Linked DNA regions of Anser cygnoides: region 2 is linked to region 1. The links are chromatin contacts, called in public Hi-C maps. All regions are on one chromosome and are shown on one strand. The core of a region is the stretch at or near the end of the contact, and the rest is flanking DNA. Distances in the headings are between cores, read along the strand shown. Region 1 overlaps CRB2 (crumbs cell polarity complex component 2). Region 2 overlaps RABGAP1 (RAB GTPase activating protein 1).

What was found. Hi-C and Micro-C count contacts between places; a contact is called where the count stands out from the background.
Region 2: a Hi-C map of fetal liver shows a contact between it and region 1, with 1.8 times the contacts expected there. The contact joins two enhancer-like sites. A contact is called at or near these places in 4 of 7 Hi-C or Micro-C datasets (fetal liver, granulosa cells and liver).

The regions. Positions count from the first base shown.
Region 1 is chr20:1,893,034-1,898,384 of Taihu_goose_T2T_genome, reverse strand. All of the region lies in intron 2 of CRB2 (crumbs cell polarity complex component 2), which reads left to right. Among named protein-coding and RNA genes, the nearest start is that of STRBP, 25 kb to the left of the region's middle. Within about 2 kb of position 2,089, at least 1 of the 3 cell types and tissues checked has open chromatin away from gene starts, as enhancers often do. A contact at or near this core is called in fetal liver, where this site is marked.
Region 2 is chr20:2,003,165-2,008,515 of Taihu_goose_T2T_genome, reverse strand. It overlaps RABGAP1 (RAB GTPase activating protein 1), which reads left to right. Exons shown (of 27, transcript XM_048052158.2): 23 at 2,094-2,198; 24 at 2,682-2,765; 25 at 3,523-3,594; 26 at 4,127-4,324; 27 at 5,113-5,351. The coding sequence ends at 5,235. Among named protein-coding and RNA genes, the nearest start is that of GPR21, 31 kb to the left of the region's middle. Within about 2 kb of position 2,380, at least 1 of the 3 cell types and tissues checked has open chromatin away from gene starts, as enhancers often do. A contact at or near this core is called in fetal liver, where this site is marked.

The sequences.
Region 1 (5,351 bases), core at 840-3,339:
GTTTATTGAGATGCAAATGTGCAAAAGAGAGCCCCACATCTTTGTCGTCCTGGAGAAAATTACTCACTCCTCAACATTTGGCACATGTGTGGTCTGCATCCATTCTGCTCCTTGCTACCGACTGTGGTAAGAATGCACATTTTGTGGAGTCCCAGTTACAGAGCATAATGTGTGCATGAAGGCTGCAAGAGATCACAGAGATTGCATCTGGAAGGAAAATGAGGCAGTGCTTGCTGATTTATGCAGCTTTCAGAGGTGTAATTTCCGTGGCACACTTGTCAAATACAGTGCAACAGGCCTTTGAGGCCAGGCTGCCTCAGAGCACACTACCTCTGCATGCTCACACAGAGCAGCTAGATGCAGTTGTTTTTCAGGCCCAGCTGGGAGCTTTCCCAAAGTTCCCTTTTCTCCACCCCCTGCTTTGACCTCCACAAAGTGCTAAATTTTGCATTAAAAGGTTCCTTTCCCCCAGACTCTGCTGCAGGGATTACTTACTCCTTTCCTTTGGCTCTGATTGCAGGTTGCGCTGCTTCTGGCTGAGCCTTTAACTCTTCCCCTGGAGCCTGCTGAGCCCCCTAGGGAGCGCTGGGACTCCGGGGTTGCCAGCAATGCAGACAGTTGCAACAAACTGATTCAGAAGGGTGCCTCCCCAAGGTGGTTTTTGGCTGGCAGATCGGAACACTGCCCAGCACTGCCCTCTCGTGGCCCGAAAGGCTCTCTCTGGGCAGTGCTAGTCGTGATAAAAAAGAGAGACATTTCATTTACAAACATGTTGGATCATTTTGACAAAAACGGCAGCAAAAAGTCCTGGTAATACTCAACTTCAAAACCCTCTTGGATCCAGGCAACATATTGGACACATGCTTCTTCCAGCTCTAGCACTTTACTTACAGAATATCTTGCCTGAGAGCCGTCTCAGTCAGTTAGCTGCTTCCTCTTAGCTGCTCAGCGTCCTCATCTCCCCGTCTGCCAAGAGAGGCCTCCTGGAAGGGGTTCGCCTCCACTGATGCAGCTGTAAGCAGTGGAAGAGGATCAAAGGGGCTTCAACTTGACCTGTAGCACTCCAGCAGAGTCTCACATAGATCAAAGGAGACGTACATGGCTAGAGCCTGACTTCTGTAACTTCTCGTGGAGATAACTTGGCAGAAGCTTGGCTCCGTCTTTACGATGGCCGAGGCTGCATGTAATGTGAATGGCCTCGCGCGCTGGAGAGGAAGCTATAAAGTATTGTGTGTGTGCTAGATATCCTTGTTCCAGTTCTTCCAATTTGTTCTTTTCTGAAATGAAACATGTAATGGGGATCTCTGCACAGGCGGCTGATATCGCAAGGCAGAGGAGTTGATTCCAGGCTTCAGGAAGTCTGCTTCCATTTTGTCCCCTCAAACCCTAACCTCAGACCTTCCGTAGCCTGCAGACAAACGGGAGTCTTCCCAGAACTGGGTGGTAATCCTGATTAGAAGAACTTATGCTTAAGATGTCACTTTTCTTAAGAGGACCTGGTGTTGTCCCAGTTTCTCAGTTAAAGCAGGATTTCAGAGGCTTTCTTCCTTCTCTGTGCTGTATGACTGACGGGTCCTTTGTGTGTTTGAGCCAGGTCTCTGGTGCATCGCAGGACTGAGAGTGTGTTGCCACAGGATGGCGCCTGCTGGCCAGGCTTTCAGGGCTGCACGTACGGGAGGAGGCAGACCGCACACGTGCGTGTAATTGTTTGCTATATTCAGTCTTAACTCACACAGATATTTCCGATGAAATTCCCATAAGTGTTTGTTCTGCCTTTGTTTTACAGGCCTGCTCCTCTGCCTTAACACTGCAATTTTATCTGAAATCAATTATTGTGTGCCAGGAAAGGGAGACCGGGTCAGAAACTCTGACCATATTTCTATATTTCCATATCTTGAGAGTGTAAATTTTGTGTGATTGTTCCCAATTTTTAGTAGCAACTTCGAGGTTTTGATTTGCAGACAAAACTTGGCTCATCTGGCGTGTGGGTGTTGCGGTGGGTGGCAGAGCGGTCGGTGTGCTGCTTGGCACGGGGCTGGTGGCTGTGGCTGGTGGCACTGGGTTGACAGCGCTGGTGGTGCAGGAATTTCTTCTCAACTCCTGTTCTCACATAGTGGCCTTTGCTTGAATTCATGCAGTGCAGAAGGGACATCTAGTGGCCAAATGGAAAAGTAGTGACATGGATTTTAAGGGTAATTGTTATTTGCAAGAAAGAGCAAATTTTGAGAGATTGGGCCCCAGAGAACCCTCAAGCATTACATCACCGAACTGTCTTTGAACCCTTCTGTTTGCAGAATTGGTCTGTGGGTCTGTAGGCTTGAAAGTCCAGAACTTTAAGTCTTTTTGAATATATCTGGCACTTTTTGGCTGTGATTGAGAGCAGAAGTGTACCAAAGCAGTGATTTTTCCAACGATTGTTTTGAATGGAACTGGAAATTTGTTTAACTAGCATAACTTCGCTTGTACCAGGCCTGCAGTCACTGAGGGTTGTGCCTAATAACACTCGGCGGAAGCTGATGAAAAAAAATCAGAAGATTTTGGTCCCGTTAGATTGCATCGCTCAGTTCAGAAAACTAGAATATTTGTTTGGTGGTGAGGTTCCAGAACTGCAGGGAGGGAAGGTGAGGCTTGTAGTGAGTACCCTATGTGCATAGACAGGAGGCGGGAATCACCCTATTTTTACCAGCTTCTGTCTGTGGTACTGACTGTCACCTCACACGTGTAATCTCTAGTATCCAGTCTGTAATGTTAGCACTATTTAAGCCCAGTGTGAGGAAAAATAGTGCAACCATGCCACCATGCATAGTTCTTTGTGTGGAAAGCACAGACTGTTTTGTTCAGGTACTTTGCTGTGCGATTCGTTGTGAACTGTTTGTAGAAAAATGTGTAGGATTGTTTTGTGAAAAGTGTGCAAAAAAGGAGGTAACATAGAAAACAGAAAGGTTCTGCAGGGTACCCCAGACCTTCTCTCTCCCTTTTCCCCTAATCCAGCTCGCCTGCTGCTGCCCCATTTTCCTGGCATGCATTTCCGGCTTGCAAAGTTTCCTGCCTGCTTGCTGAGAATAGAAGCCTTGCTGTTACGCTGTCCTTAAGTCTCTCGTAATGAGTGTTACACAGACGAAAGCAGCTGTGTCCTTTGGCTCTAATTTTAATACTATGGTAAAGAGCAGATTATACTGACGTTGGGCTGCAGCAGCGCAGAGGTAGCACGAACCATGGCCAGTGTGGGGAAGGCTTTAGCAAGGATGACTAAGGACTTGGAGCTTATTCTTTAGATAACAAATCCACCCAATTGTGCTCTTTCTTTGGAAATGTAGTCAAGCCTAACAAATCAGGGCCTTAACAGAGTTGCATTAAAGTCCTTTAATTGGACTAAGCTGGTTAATACCTGCATTGGTTTCTGTATGCCCCAGGGCCCAGCACAGAAGTGGTCTGCCATTTATGTTGGCAAAATCCCATACAATTGCAAGCATGAATGTTGAAAAATTAAATTCTAATATCCTCATAGGTAGACGCCGGATTAAAGTATTTTACTTAGGATAATGAAGCAGATGTCTTGACCTGTGCAGGCTTTGGTAGCTTGGGCTAAATGAGCCTTAAGTCCCAGCAGACCTCTTAGATGTGCTACCAGTTAACATTGTCTGAAATGTACTGAGACACACCAGGAATGTTCCTCTCAAGCTTTTTTATTTGTTCAGCCTCTGCTAAACCGTTTTGCTCTTTGAATCTAGCTAGCAGGTACCAGGTCTTCAGGAGCCAGCGGCTCCGTCAGGGGTGTGAGGTGCCACAGACCCCAAAGCAGCAGCTGCACGTGAGATCTTAGCCTCTGCGGGAAGGCCTCTACTTTGTTCTGTGTGGGAGGTCACTACACTGCCTCTGTTGTACGAACACTGCACGGCCTGCAGGTAGACACACGAACCAGAAATTACTGTGGGTAGTTGTGAAGGATTGCAGTGTTCAGCTTAGAGAAGGTGTTTGGTGGAGGAAGAGCTGTGTTCCTTGCAGTGTAGCCGTGCAGTGGGTTCGCAGGTATTGCTTCGACAAGGCAAGTTGTTGGCAGCATCATTCACACAGGTGAGGCAAAAAGTTCTGAGCAGAAAGATTCTGCACGTCAGCGCTTGGTTACATCCCCTGGCAGCAAAATGAGAATCTAAGGAGGGAGAAATGAGTTCCAGATGGCTGCCGTAGCTGGCAAGAAAACCGATGCTGAGGCTGGTCTTGAGAAAACAGAGTGGAGACACCAGAGCTGGCAGTGGGGGCAGGGTGGTCCAGATAAGGTTGATAACACATGATGCATCATCTGCGGAGTGTTCTGAGGCAGGACAGTGAGGTGAAGCATTTGTTACCAAATTGTGGTGTTCCGCTGGTGAAAATGCCCACCGAACGTGCTGTTGTTCTGCCTTCTGTGCTGAAGGGAGAAACAAGGTGGTAAGCAGCCATTTCCCCGCACGTGGCCCGTCAGCCTGGCCAATGTAAATTACTCAGTGCAGGATTTCTGTTGCTTTCATCAGATTCTTGGGGGGGTTGCCTTTATTTATTTCCTGCCATAAAAGATTTCACAGTGGACGAACATGTGAGTAATGGCAAAAGCAAGAGTCAGTCTCACAGCTTTCTCTGAACCCCTGCTGTAGTTTCGCATACACCTTTGTGCACAGCAAACGTCACATGAGACCCTGCCAGAGACTTACCCTTAGTTTTACCTTTACTTTTAGTTTTAGCTTTGGGATATATGGAGCACTGACTCCAACTTGGAAGCGTGTTTATTTTGTTCTACATTATCCTGCATTTTCAAGTTAAAATTGGTGAAGGTTTGCATGAATCTGAGCTTGCTCTGGGGGTTGTTGAATTCTTTACCTCAATAGTTTGCAGCTGGGACCTATTTGTGGTATTGGTAACCTGTATTGAATAGTAGGATACCTGTGGGAAAGAGCCCATGTTTTAGTACGGAACTTGTCCAAAACAGGAACTATTTTTTCATCAATTTCTGCACTTGGTTTCCAAGTCTGGCACAGATATTGTTAAGAGTTTGGAAAGGAAGAGAACCGATGAAGCACTGCAGTAGATTTGCAGCGTAGGTCTGTCTGCACCAACTCCTCGCTGTCTTTCATGTTGCTTTTTTAAGCTAGGAGCTCGTACGGCATCTTACCTGCCTTCTATTTTTAGTTGTCACTGGAGGGGTGAGGCAGTGTACGTAATTCTCATTAGGGTTAATTTAATCCAATTGTGATGTGGATTTGAGGTACTTAGGAGGTCACAATTGAGCGTGAGCTCTGTCTGTTTCCAGGTACTCCCCCCAAAAAATGGACACCGACATTTTTTTCCACTTGTAAAACTCTAAGCACATGCATGTA
Region 2 (5,351 bases), core at 1,131-3,630, 110 kb before region 1:
AGACATGCAGAGGCAGAAAGATACTGGCATTTGTATTGCATGTAGTAGGCTAGAACACGTTTGGTCTATCTGCTCAGAGGCATGAAGAGAAGAGTTCAAGTACTTGGAGTTTGGCATTTTCGTTCTGTACTGAGATAAGTACATTTCAGAAATCTCAAAGGAAAATAACTTTCAAAAATCTTATAGTGCAAGAGTTGACAGGCTTTAAAGCGTTTCAGGTTACCTGCTGCAGAGAACATTAAGGTTTCCCTCGGTCTCCTGGAAACTTGCTGTTAGAAAAATATTCATAGTAAATGTTGATGCTAATGGATGAATGTTGCTCTTAATGAGGTTTGTTTTGTGACTTTCAGGTTTATTACATCTACTGCTCTATAATGTTAAAATGTGGAAATCATAGAAGTATGTTCCATACAGGGTTTTCACAAAGCATTGCTATGTCCACTTCCTATTACCTATGCTTTTTTATTTCATTAAAGATAGCTCATAGAAGGCTACGCAGACTGCCCGGTAGTTGCACTCAGAGGGTGGACTGTAGCAAATAAAATGTACTGAAGAAGCTTTTTGTATCTGTTTTTAGCTGTTGTTTGTGGCTGCTTCAGTACATGTAACCCAGTTACGCTTTTATATTGATTCGTTGAAATGGAGAGCTAAGAGAGGAACAAAATTAAGCAAAATCTTTGAGATACCCCAGTGGATATGTAACAGTGATGCCTTCAAAGGTGGTAAACGATTGGTAGCATTCAGGTTATCCCCCAGGAGGAGATAGGTAGGTTTGATCCTACTTTAGGACCCTGATTAATTCTTCAAATTGGAACCTGAAATGGTAAGTTTCATTCTACTAGCCAGATGTCGTGAAAGAAAAGTACCAAAGGACATTGTTTAATACACCTTTTCTAATACCTTCATGGTGTGTCTGAAATCTTGCAGCCTAAAAGATCAAAGCAAAGCATTTGGGAATATGAGAATTTCCTTAATAACCTTTGCACTAGACCAGAAAATAGGCTTCATTTTTTTGCTGTTGCTAGACTCTCACCATCCCAGTTTTCTTTAACTTTAAAACAGCCTTAAAAACCATGTATAATGAAAGGATATTCTCTTTGCCTTTGCCATCTGTTTTAAAGGATCAGCAGGACTTTAAGGGACTAAAATTCACTTTCTGACTTTCTTCCTTTGAAGGGAAATGGTACAGCTACTCTCTGAACATTTTATATATCATTTTAGTTATTGATCTATTTTTATGTAGAATTCGTACACCTGTTGGGAAGTACCGAGCTGCCGTGTACAAGACTGGAAAAAGATGTCTTACTTTGCAGAGGTAGTTTTGAGCGGCTTATGAAGAGCAAAAGATTTTTCAGCTATACATCTAAATATAAAAAAAAGGTTAAAAAATGTATGCTTTCTGGTGGGACATCTCTTTTCTTAAAAGAGAGGAGCCTGACATTTATTTTGGCAGCTAAATTTTTTCATGCATTTTCTGGGTGACACAAAGGTGGTATCAAATCCATTGGTAGGCATCAGAGAGGTGTGTTTTTAATGTTATAGAGACATTTTTCATGAATTCTGTTTGCATTACAAGTTTGGATGCTTGCAAATTGGACTTAGGTCTAAGCTGATTATAGTTGTTTATTGATCTTGCGCATCGTGAGCTGTTTTGTACCTTTCATTGTCTTCAAAATGTATTGGTCAGCTTCCAGTTTGGATGAGAAAACAAAGCTTAATTCTGTAATTGGATTTCTTTGGAGCAAGCCCTACTCCAGTTTTGCTAAAAATAATCACTGAATTCAAGAGAGACTTTAGGGGTGATGGAGTATAGTGGTGTACTCTGTTAATTTTAATTTATTGCTGCTTTGCCATTGCAGATGGTACTTTTTCAGAAAAATAAATACAATTAAATGTTTATTTATTTATAATAAAAATAATACCACAATAATCCAGCTATTGTTATTAGTAACAATGAACAGACTTTTATTAATAAGAATTAAAAGACTGTTTTCTTGGTTGTGTCCTATTGGAGCCTCCGCCCATGGCTGCCTCACAGCATCAGCACAGCAAGAAATCCTCTCTTTAGTGCTGTAAACTTCTCTGTGTTTCAGGCGGAGGAGAAGGCAGATGCTCTAAATAAGGAACTGCTAATGACCAAGCAGAAGTTGATTGATGCAGAAGAAGAAAAGAGGCGCCTAGAAGAAGAATCAGCTCAGGTTAGGGGCATTTCTGTCATTTTCACATTTCTGTGCAGTACAGAGAGAGGGGGAAAAAAAAAGTGACAAGCGTGGGAAGAGCGTAATGTTCGAAGTCATGTTTGTGCCTCTTCTGTAGTGTAAAGGACGTCAGCAAAGCAGAATTCTTTGCTTTCCTGTCAGGTGCTTCATAGAGTAGTGAATTTTTAACTTGAAATTGCGAAGGCGCAGACTGTGTCAGAGATTACTGCACAGAGAGGCAGCATAGGACTTCACCTGTCAGTACATTTAATACTTTCTTCTCTAAACTAGTCATTTTTCTAGCAATGAGAGCCACCAAAGTCCAGCTTTTCCCTGTTTCCATGTAGGTGAGATAGACCCTTGTTCCCTGTAGAATACTGCCCTGTGCGAAAAGTATTGAGGTTAAGGAGGAGGAGGAAATACCAACCATTTATTTTTTCAGGTTGTACAGATATTACAAACCTTTTACCTTTTTTCCTACAGCTGAAGGAAATGTGTCGTAGGGAACTAGATAAAGCAGAGTCGGAGATCAAAAAGAACAGCTCTATTATTGGTGACTACAAACAGGTAAGAACAACTTAATGATTATGTGCTTTGCAATCTAATCCCAAGACTTTCTCAGGTACTTTAGGAGACTTCTCCACCATGCATTTGAGGAGACATTTTAGCTATTTTAAGCAGGAAACTTGCTCTTGCTTTGTTTATTTTGCTGAGATAGTGATAGCCCGTTCTGTTTACCCCTGACATAGGTATTTGTAGATCACCAGTCACCACAGCCTCGATGACAGCCTAACATTGTTCAAGCTGGCTCTCATATATCAAAGTTGTAGCTTATTCTAAAAGCTCTCCAATCTTCACTTCTTCAATCTGATGGTAATTGCAGTTAAGAAGAAAATAAGATGTCTTTTCTTTTCAAAAATTTTGCTTTAGAATTCAAGCACCTGATCATCAGGTATCAAGGGAGTGAATCCGTGCATCTTTTTATTTTTTTTAGACTTTTTTTGGTACTATTTTGGTGTCTTGGCTGGTGCCTTTTGTCCCAAAGACAATAAGAAGAGCCATGCTTTTCATAATCTTTTTGGATTCCTTTAGCAAGGCCAAACAAAAGGCCAATAACTGATGTTGAAATTGCACCTTTTCCTATAGGCATAGGAGAATATGTATAGAATGAGACAGCTTAATGTAGTATCCCAATTTTCCGATTTTTCTCAGAGCCCTCAAACAATCCATATTAACATTCTTGTAGCACTTATCTGTGCTTTAGCATTCATCTTGGAGAAAATGTACATTTATAAATGGTCTGGTAACATAATTTTGCTTTCAGATTTGTTCCCAGCTGAGTGAGCGACTGGAAAAGCAACAAACAGCAAATAAAGCTGAAATTGAGAAAATACGGGTAAGAGACCAGATAGAACCACAGTCTGCATTGTTAAAGTCTTTTAGCCAAATCATAACAGAAAGAATATAATTTGTCATTACTAAAATGATGGTTGAAAGAGCATTCATTGTTGACTTACAGTTTTGGAATTAAGATTATGAGGGGGAGATCTTGGAGGAGAGATGGATAGCTGTCATCTTTTTCCAATGTCATATTGGTTACATTTTCATGCTGGGCAGTAATAAATGTTAATTGTTCTGAGGGGTCTTTTTTATTTATTTATTTTTTATTGGAGGAGATTGCTCTGGCTGTCTTTTACAGAGCCCACTGTCTTAGCCAGTTTTACCAAAAATACAGCAGTGTTTGTACAGCCCACAGATCTGGGCATGGCTGCAACCTACTTGACTGTGCTCCCTGTAGTTAAGAGTTTGCAGGCCATTAGTGGTCCCTCTCAACATTGTGCTGCTCTGCCAGAGCAGAGGCAGGAAAAGGCTGTGATAATATCGTCAGTGCTTCAGTACAAGCATTCACAATCAGGTATTTACTTTAGCAAAAAGTGGATGACTGTGAACATTGCCGGGAGTTCTTCAATAAAGAAGGCCGTGTGAAGGTTGCTAGTTCAGCCAAGGATGGTTCAGATGAGGACACAGATGAGGAGAAGGAAACGCTGAAAAACCAGCTGAGGGAGATGGAGCTTGAGCTGGCCCAGACCAAATTGCAGCTTGTGGAAGCAGAATGTAAAATACAGGTAATATTTTGGGGGGTTTATTCTGTAGTGTATATGGTGTGTCTGCATTCCTAGAAAAGCGTGTTTGTTGTAGAGGGGTTGGAACAGATCCTTGTGGTTGAAACTGTAACCTGCTGTTTCCTGTATGGCTTATTTAACCAAATATTGTCTGAAACTTGGTGTATGCAGATAAAATAACTGAAATCGCATGAACTGTATTTACCAGCTACCACAACTTCCAGACATTTGCCTGGCTGCAGTGCATTACTTACTGACTGACCTTCTGCAGCTTCTTGGAAGAAATCCAAGTTCTGACAAACTACTGAACCATGCATTTCTTTATCTCACAATGTTAAATGAAGAACTAATGTGACAAATGTTAGACATATTTCTTAAAACATGAATGAAAAGCACTACAGATATTTGAGGTACTAGTGTAAAATATGACAATGTTCTTCTTCTAGCCTAAAACTGGTATGTTAGTGCTTTTCACAGAAACTTAAAACTTAGTCTGTAGAATGTCCACTTTTTGTGGGAACACCTCCTTCTCAGATAGAAAGAATTAATGGATTTACATGTACTAAAGAAAGCTGAATGTTTCACTGTGGGCAACAACAAAGGCTTGTTTTGCTTTTCAAAGCTTTTTTTTTTTTACCTGCTTGTTATATTACTTTTAATTTATGTAAGACTTGTTCAGCTTCTACAGTAGCCAAGAGATTGTAGATGTCCTACATCCTTCTAAGTTTAACTCCTGTAACTTTGTGTTGTGAATGCATACCAAATTAAAGAAATTACTCTTCTGTTTGCAGGATTTGGAACACCATTTGGGTCTGGCATTGAATGAAGTACAAGCTGCAAAGAAAACATGGTTCAACAGAACAATAAGCTCTATAAAAACAGTGACTGGAGTCCAAGGAAAAGAGACTTGTTGAAAAGCAGTTCGGTCAAACACACCTTCTTAACACAACACCTTTTGTTGCCTTCCTTGGCCAGATGTTTAATTCTGTGACATGAGAGGACCAGAATGTAAATACAATAGAAACACAGC